2 separate regions of the Mus musculus genome follow, and region 2 is linked to region 1. Evidence: chromatin contacts called from public Hi-C data. All regions are on one chromosome and are shown on one strand. Each heading gives the region's core, a stretch centred on a gene start, on an enhancer-like site or on the middle of the called end of the contact. The rest is flanking DNA. Distances are from core to core; before and after follow the strand shown.

Evidence for each region. A called contact is a pair of places that touch in the nucleus more often than the background predicts.
Region 2: a Hi-C map of cerebral cortex shows a contact between it and region 1, with 3 times the contacts expected there. The contact joins two enhancer-like sites. A contact is called at or near these places in 1 of 39 promoter capture datasets (hippocampal neurons) and 2 of 484 Hi-C or Micro-C datasets (cerebral cortex and myocytes).

Annotation. Positions count from the first base shown.
Region 1 is chr3:85,184,724-85,188,096 of GRCm38.p6, forward strand. No RefSeq gene overlaps it. Among named protein-coding and RNA genes, the nearest start is that of Gm31096, 64 kb to the left of the region's middle. Within about 2 kb of position 1,333, at least 71 of the 459 cell types and tissues checked have an H3K27ac peak or open chromatin away from gene starts, as enhancers often do. A contact at or near this core is called in cerebral cortex and hippocampal neurons, where this site is marked.
Region 2 is chr3:85,922,616-85,925,884 of GRCm38.p6, forward strand. No RefSeq gene overlaps it. Among named protein-coding and RNA genes, the nearest start is that of Gm26204, 16 kb to the left of the region's middle. Within about 2 kb of position 1,551, at least 76 of the 459 cell types and tissues checked have an H3K27ac peak or open chromatin away from gene starts, as enhancers often do. A contact at or near this core is called in cerebral cortex and hippocampal neurons, where this site is marked.

The DNA of each region.
Region 1 (3,373 bases), core at 83-2,582:
GGCAAACCATCTTAACAGATGTGTTATCAGAGAAGCCATATAGATGGTAAGTATGCACACAAAAGGGTTTGGCATCGCTGTTGATATACAACTAAAATACCACTACAATTAATTACAGCTAGTTACCCATGAAAATAGCAATCAAACAAGAAGCTGCAACCATGTCAGAAAAACACGGGACCATGGAACAATCATAGCTATGCTGCCGGTGGGAATAAATTGCGATTGTTTTGGAAAACAGTTTGGCAGTTACTTTTCAAAGCTATGAATGCACTGATACCAGCCAATCTGGCTCAGGCTATTTACTGAAATGATAACTTCCAATCGCACCAACCCCCGAGTTTGGGTGTTCACTCTGACTTTGCTCATAATCACCCCAAACTGGAAGCAATCCAGACGTCCTTCAGCTGGTTAATGGGTGACAGATACCTGCATGCTTCTTAGCGATGAGAGAAAACACGTTACTAACACAGTCATGGATCATGCTAAGTGAACGAAGCCTGACTCAGGAAGCCGTACACATACTGTACGGTTCTATTTATGTGCCATTCTGGAAAGAAGCGGAAACCATAGGGACAGAAAATAGATCAGTGCTGCCTGGAGCTGGGGCTGAGGGGTCAGGATTGATTAGAAAGGGGCGTGCGGGAACTTCTGGGGACTGTAGAAATGTTTTCTATCTTGATTGTAATGCAATTTACATGAAAGCATGCGTTCATAGGAGTGGAAGAATGAGGTATAAAAAAGGTGAATTTCAGCAAAACACATAAATTTAATCTCAATGATACAGGAGTGGGAAAAAACAACCCTAAAACGTTGCATTTAACAAGCGAGTCTTCTATCATCTCTCCGCGTGACCCCATGATCACAGTTTATGAAGTGGGTTATGCTGTTGGCTAGGTGAGAAAATGTTTGTGGTTCAAAGAGCCAGTGTTGGACAGTGTGCCCGTGAGCAGCGAAGGTGACAGCGGGCTTTTCTGGGTGTGGAGAAGTCTGTTGCCTGCTCCCTGTTGCCTTTGGACCACCATGCTGTGGGAGATGAATAACCTGCTGGTCCCAGTAGTTTGCCCAACGGAAGTTTTCCAGGGAAGCATTTACAGAGTGCCTCCCAGTCTCAGGGTGATTCTACACCGAGCACCTAGGAGTCCTTGAGATCCTGTCCTTGAGGTAAACCCTCCACTTAAGTGAAAGAGGTCTTGTCCTGCCCCTGCCCCTCCGGGCGGGCGTTTCTGGAGGCTGTTAAGCCTGCTTTGCAGCCTGTGCTCTCAGGAACCCAGGCCAGGAGCTGAGACTCCTGTTGTTCACTGTCACTTTATCCTCTCCGCCCACTCCAGCGAGCCTGGCAGGGAGGCCATCCAGAGAGCAGCGGGTCAACAGATGTATGCGCGGCTTGCGGAGCTGAGGCCCAGCTGGGAGGATTAAGCTGTGAAAGGCCCCACTCTAGGCCCAGACCGTGAATCTCCCAGTTCCTGTGGTTTAAGCATAGCCTGAGTGTGCCCGTGGGAGATCCCTCTTCGCTTACAGACAGAGGCTAGAACACGGGTACTGATTCCACTGAAGTGCCAGGTAGCCAGTGAGGGCTCAAAGGACAACCTTTCATTTGAAGGCCTATACTTATAGAAATTGCTTGTCTGCTTGGCTGGGCTTCTGGGAAGGTATCAACCAAGAGAGAAAGAAAGAATGGAGAAGCTGCTGATTGAAAAAGGAGCGAGCCGCTCTGAACAACAGATCTGTGTTTCTTGTGCCTTGCTTGTAGTAATCTTTCCTTTTTAAGAGCCCTCCAGCCTTGGCATGGCTAAAATTATTTTGATCCCTTATAAGTCACCCTTTAAGAAGTCAGGTCACTAGATTGGGGTGAGGGGATACGGGCGGTTCAAGCGACCTGCACTTTGGGGAGTAAGGGGTGCTTTTAACCTCATGGTACTCCCCGGTTTCTGCTTGGTCAGACGATCCAAGCAAAGACTTCTTGAGCTCTCCACCAAAGAAACCTGTTGGCAAGGCCAAGACCACCTGGCCCAGAGCCAGGCTGGAGAGCAGAGCGGCTGCCTCGGGAGAGACGCGACAGCGTTTGTGCAGGCTCTGGTACCTGGAACAAAAATATGCCGAGCAGCAAATTACGGCTTTCAGATGTCACCGCCGCCATCTGACACGGCATTTCAGCGGTTCACGTCTTCATTACCGGGCTGTAGCCTCCTGTTCAGGCTGTTCCTGCGTGGGAGACAGATTTATGCTGCGTGGGCTACTGTATACCGGAGCAACAATGCTCGCTAGGGTTGTCAGGCTGATGGCCAACCCCCTGTGGGGGAGAAGAAGCCTGAGCCTCCGGGTTGCTTTGTGGGTGGGTGCCTATGTGTGTCCGGGACCCATGTGCACCCCACCTCCACCCTCCATATTATAACAATTATAACAGTTTAAGGGAACGTCCTCCTGCCTCCAGGATGGTGCCCTGTGTTTTTCTCATCTCCCTCTGCTTCCGTAACCCCCCCCCCCCATCTGCTAGATCCTTCCTCTCCTCCACCTCACTCCTCTTTGAGGTGGTAACTAGACCAACCCAGCCAGCAATCACAGCAATACCCTGGTGGCCCCCTTTTCAGTTTCTCAGCCTCACTCAGACTAATGGATCAGAAACATGTGCTTGCATCTAATGCCAGTAATCATATCCTGAGTGACCACAGAGAGAGAGAGAGAGAGAGAGAGAGAGAGAGAGAGAGAGAGAGAGAGAGAGAGATTGAGCAGAGGTACCTGTGGTCCCTGGGGATACAGTTACAGGAAGACAGCCTTGCTGACAGCAGCCACTCTGCCTAGCTTCAGTCTGCCTCCCCCTTCGCCAGCTTTCCTAAGCCCCTTGAATTTTTTCGACCCGTGATCTGTGCTCCTGGTGTGAAGAAAACACATTTCCATAGCTTCTGAGTATCTGCTTTGAACTGGTGTTTCCCAGCACTCGTGGTAGCAGACGTGGTGAGCCAGTGTATAGTGGCCGTGGCTAGCGAAACCTAGTGAACCAGGGAAAGGGGACTTGGTTAGGAGAACCCAGGAAGGCTTCCAGGTAGAAGTGGCATTTTGAGGTGCGCCTTAAAGAAAAGGCAGGATGCTGATAGATGCAAATAAGAGAAACTGCCTGTTTGGCAAAAGATGGGAAGACTAGTGGGAATTTAAATGACACTGAAGAACAGCTCCAGAAAGACAAAATAAAAGAGAACCTTGGATTACAAAGAGTTTAAATTCCCTGCTCAGCAGCAGGAAATTTATCAGTCATGGGAGCCATTGCAGGTTTTAGAGCCAGGGAGAGATAAATTAGTGTCTCCCAAGCAAACTTCGAGAGTACCCTCAATAGACTACAGAATATAGAGTATAGGGGTGATGTGAGCACCCCAGA
Region 2 (3,269 bases), core at 301-2,800, 740 kb after region 1:
TCCCAGCACATACGCCTGCCCAAAAAAAAAAAAAAAAAAAAAAAATGTGACCTGAATCTCTTCCTGCCTATGGCTTAATTTCCTGTTTCCAGGAAATACATCTGGTGTATTCAAGGGCACCTCGAGAAATAGTCAGGCAAATTTAGAGAGCAGGGCACTGCAAGATGGCTCACTTGATAGCTTCATAAAGTCAATGCTAAGAAAATAAGTGCAAAGACTAAACTAAAGGAAAATATAAGTGACAATTCAATAGCCAATATTTGCATATATACTTCTATTTGTAAGTATTTTAAATAAACTGTGTGTGCTTACTACAGGGAAATTTTAAATCCATAAGAAAGTCAATAATCACATATAATTACGACTAATTAGTGATTTGTTGAAATGCTCTTTCCAAGGCCTTTTGAGTCGGCTTCTCCATCCCTGGCTAACATTAAGGGCGAGCCAGCCTATCAGTCAGCAAACGTGGGCCAATACAGCAAGCATCTCCAGCCTCAGCTAGCTAGGATCTGTCCTCTTCTTCACGTGCAAGACTGGATATCCATCTGTTCCGTTATTTTCCTCAATAATTTTCTCCTAACTATAAAAGTGCTTTTGTTTCTTATTTTATAAAATTATAAAACATAAGAGGAAAATTAGACTTCAACAATAAGTCTACCAATTAGAGATTTTATTATGTGTATGTGCCTCTTAAACACTTTAAGAACACTAGAATCTCAAATCGTTTGGGTATCTGGACTTTGCTTTTGTTATTGTCGTTGTTTGACTGCGGGGGTGGGTATTTGTGGGCACACATATGCCTATTTTTCGGGCATTCATGAAATGGAGGTTTACATGGGAGTGACTTACCTTAACTACCTGACACCTTAGCTTCTGAGCCAGGGTCTTGCTGAACCTAGAGCGAGCTGACCAGCAGACCCCAGGGATCCTCCCGTCTGCCTCTGCAGCTCTAGGGTTACAGCGCCCTGCTTTCCAAATTCAGGTCCTCGTGCTTAGCGGCAAGCACTTTACTAGCTAAGCCACCTCCTCAATTCCCAGGCACACACACACACTTCTTTTTTTCTTTTTTAGATAAAGTCCCATTGTGAGACACAAGCTAGTCTCTAACTTGTAATCCCCCTGCCCTACTTAGCCCCCTGAGTACAGGGGGTTACAAATTTGTCACCATAACGGGCTATTTATTTATTTACAAAATTTATTCTCGTTTATCATTTTCCCTGCCTTTAAAATAATGTCTGGAACACAGTTACATAGCTGCACTGTTTTCTTTTGTATGAACATTTAGCAAGTCATTTTACCAGCCCTTCATCATTAGATATTTCTATTACTTCGAAATTTTTCCCAAGGCAAGACCACTGCGCACTGGAGTAAGGGAACGTGCAATAAGCCTGTAGTAACTGTCGTTTAATAAACCACAGAGCTTAGAACTGAGGGGCGACATGGATGGCAGGGATAAAGAATGTCTTCCCCCTGGTTCCAGGAGGTCGGTTTTTACTGCCCTAGCGAGGATTCCCTGGAACCCGCCTCTCCAGGGTTCCTACTGTCTGCTGAGCTGCACTGCATCCCTGTGGCCATGGGTGGTACTGCAGCACGGAGGCCTCAGCAAAGCTGCTTAGATTCCTTTCCTGACCGATTTTTTAAATCCAATTTAAAACTGTGACCATTTTCCTTCAACTCTCAAATTGGAAATTTACAAGCCCAAACTGATAGTCTGTGTGATATTTCCCTTGTAATAAACACTACTTTAGTGCCTTGAGCATTTAACTAAAACAAACAAAAACCTACCCAGCTGTAGCGCCCGCCCTCTCCCCCACACCGTCCTTTAGTCATATTGAAGGAAGCCCTCAAACAAGTGGAGATTATTCTTCTCTGTGGGACTTTCCACATGCTAGCAAGAACTCCTAAGGCTCGGCATTCTTTGGATTCCAGTGGGTTTGGTTGTCTTCCACATGCTACATGGACTGTAAACAGTCCTGCCCCACAATCCGATCTCCTCCCCTACAGGGCTGGAAAGGTTCCTCACGTTACCCATCCTTTCTCATATCTTGGAGACAGTAAGTCCCAAAGTGACACAGTAGAAATCTAGTGTGCAGAAACCCGGAACAAGGTGGTGTATGATACAATACATTCTCTTCATGCAGTTCCGTTATACTTAGCTCTGTCAGTGTTCCTGAGGCAACTACTAAATGGCCACAGACACTGACATCAAGAAGAAAGAGCAAGGGAGGAGAAGGAAGGTCCGAGAGATAGGCTCTCAACTGTGCACAAAGTACTGCTCCTTTCAAACTCTTCCAGTAGGGTCAAAGTTTGGAGTGTGGATGGTTTTGTTTGCTTGCTTCCTTTTTCAGTACTGCATATGGACCCATGGCCTCAGGAAAGCTAAGAAAGCGGTCTACAACTGATGCTGTACCGCCAGCCCATTGATGAGCTTAAGATGGTGAGCTCAGACACCCACATTCCCAAAAGAGTTTTTGGCTACCCACGTGACTCTAATATACCACCGGCATTGCAAACCTTTGCCTCAGAATATCTACAGTACTGAAGAGAACTCCTGAGGCTCAAGTCATAAAGACATAGTTCTAAGAGTAAGAATTTCTGAGGCAGGGGGAGCACGCCTTGAAGGCAGGACTGGTTGTAGAGATCTGCTAGGCTTGATGTCTACCAACCATTCTTTCTTCTAAAAGCAACTGATGTTCCCATGGAAACTGCTGGCTCCCTACCCAAGTCTGTCACTTGAGGTATGTGAGCTTCCTACCCTGGCTCAGGACAACCCTGGCCACTCCTGTCCTGCACCGTGCATCCAAGATATGACTTTACTTTCATGGAGCTAAACTTGCCCTTGGACTCAGTCATAGCTGAACCTTAAGGCTAACCATCTACCCTCAGCCCTTTCCACTCCTGAGCCAGCCTATCCTCCCTTTTATTGTTTTTTCTAAGTGATTTTTATTCGAGCTTTGTCATTTACAACATAAAAATTTCTGACAAATGTATATGCTTTCTAGCTATGTCCACACACAGGAAGGCATTGATATATCCTGATGTTTGTTTTTGTTCCATGATAAAAATTTCCTTCATCGTTCTAGGCAGAGCTCAAGCTAATGAATCACAAATCCCATATATTTGGAATGCTTCAGCCTTGTTCAATGTATCTATTTTTAGCATGGATCTTATAAACTGTCCACATACATAAAATGGAGATACAATATTTCACAGAGTTTTTGAAGGCAACAGGAAAAACTAACATGAAATCATTTCATGCTAGTTAAGTG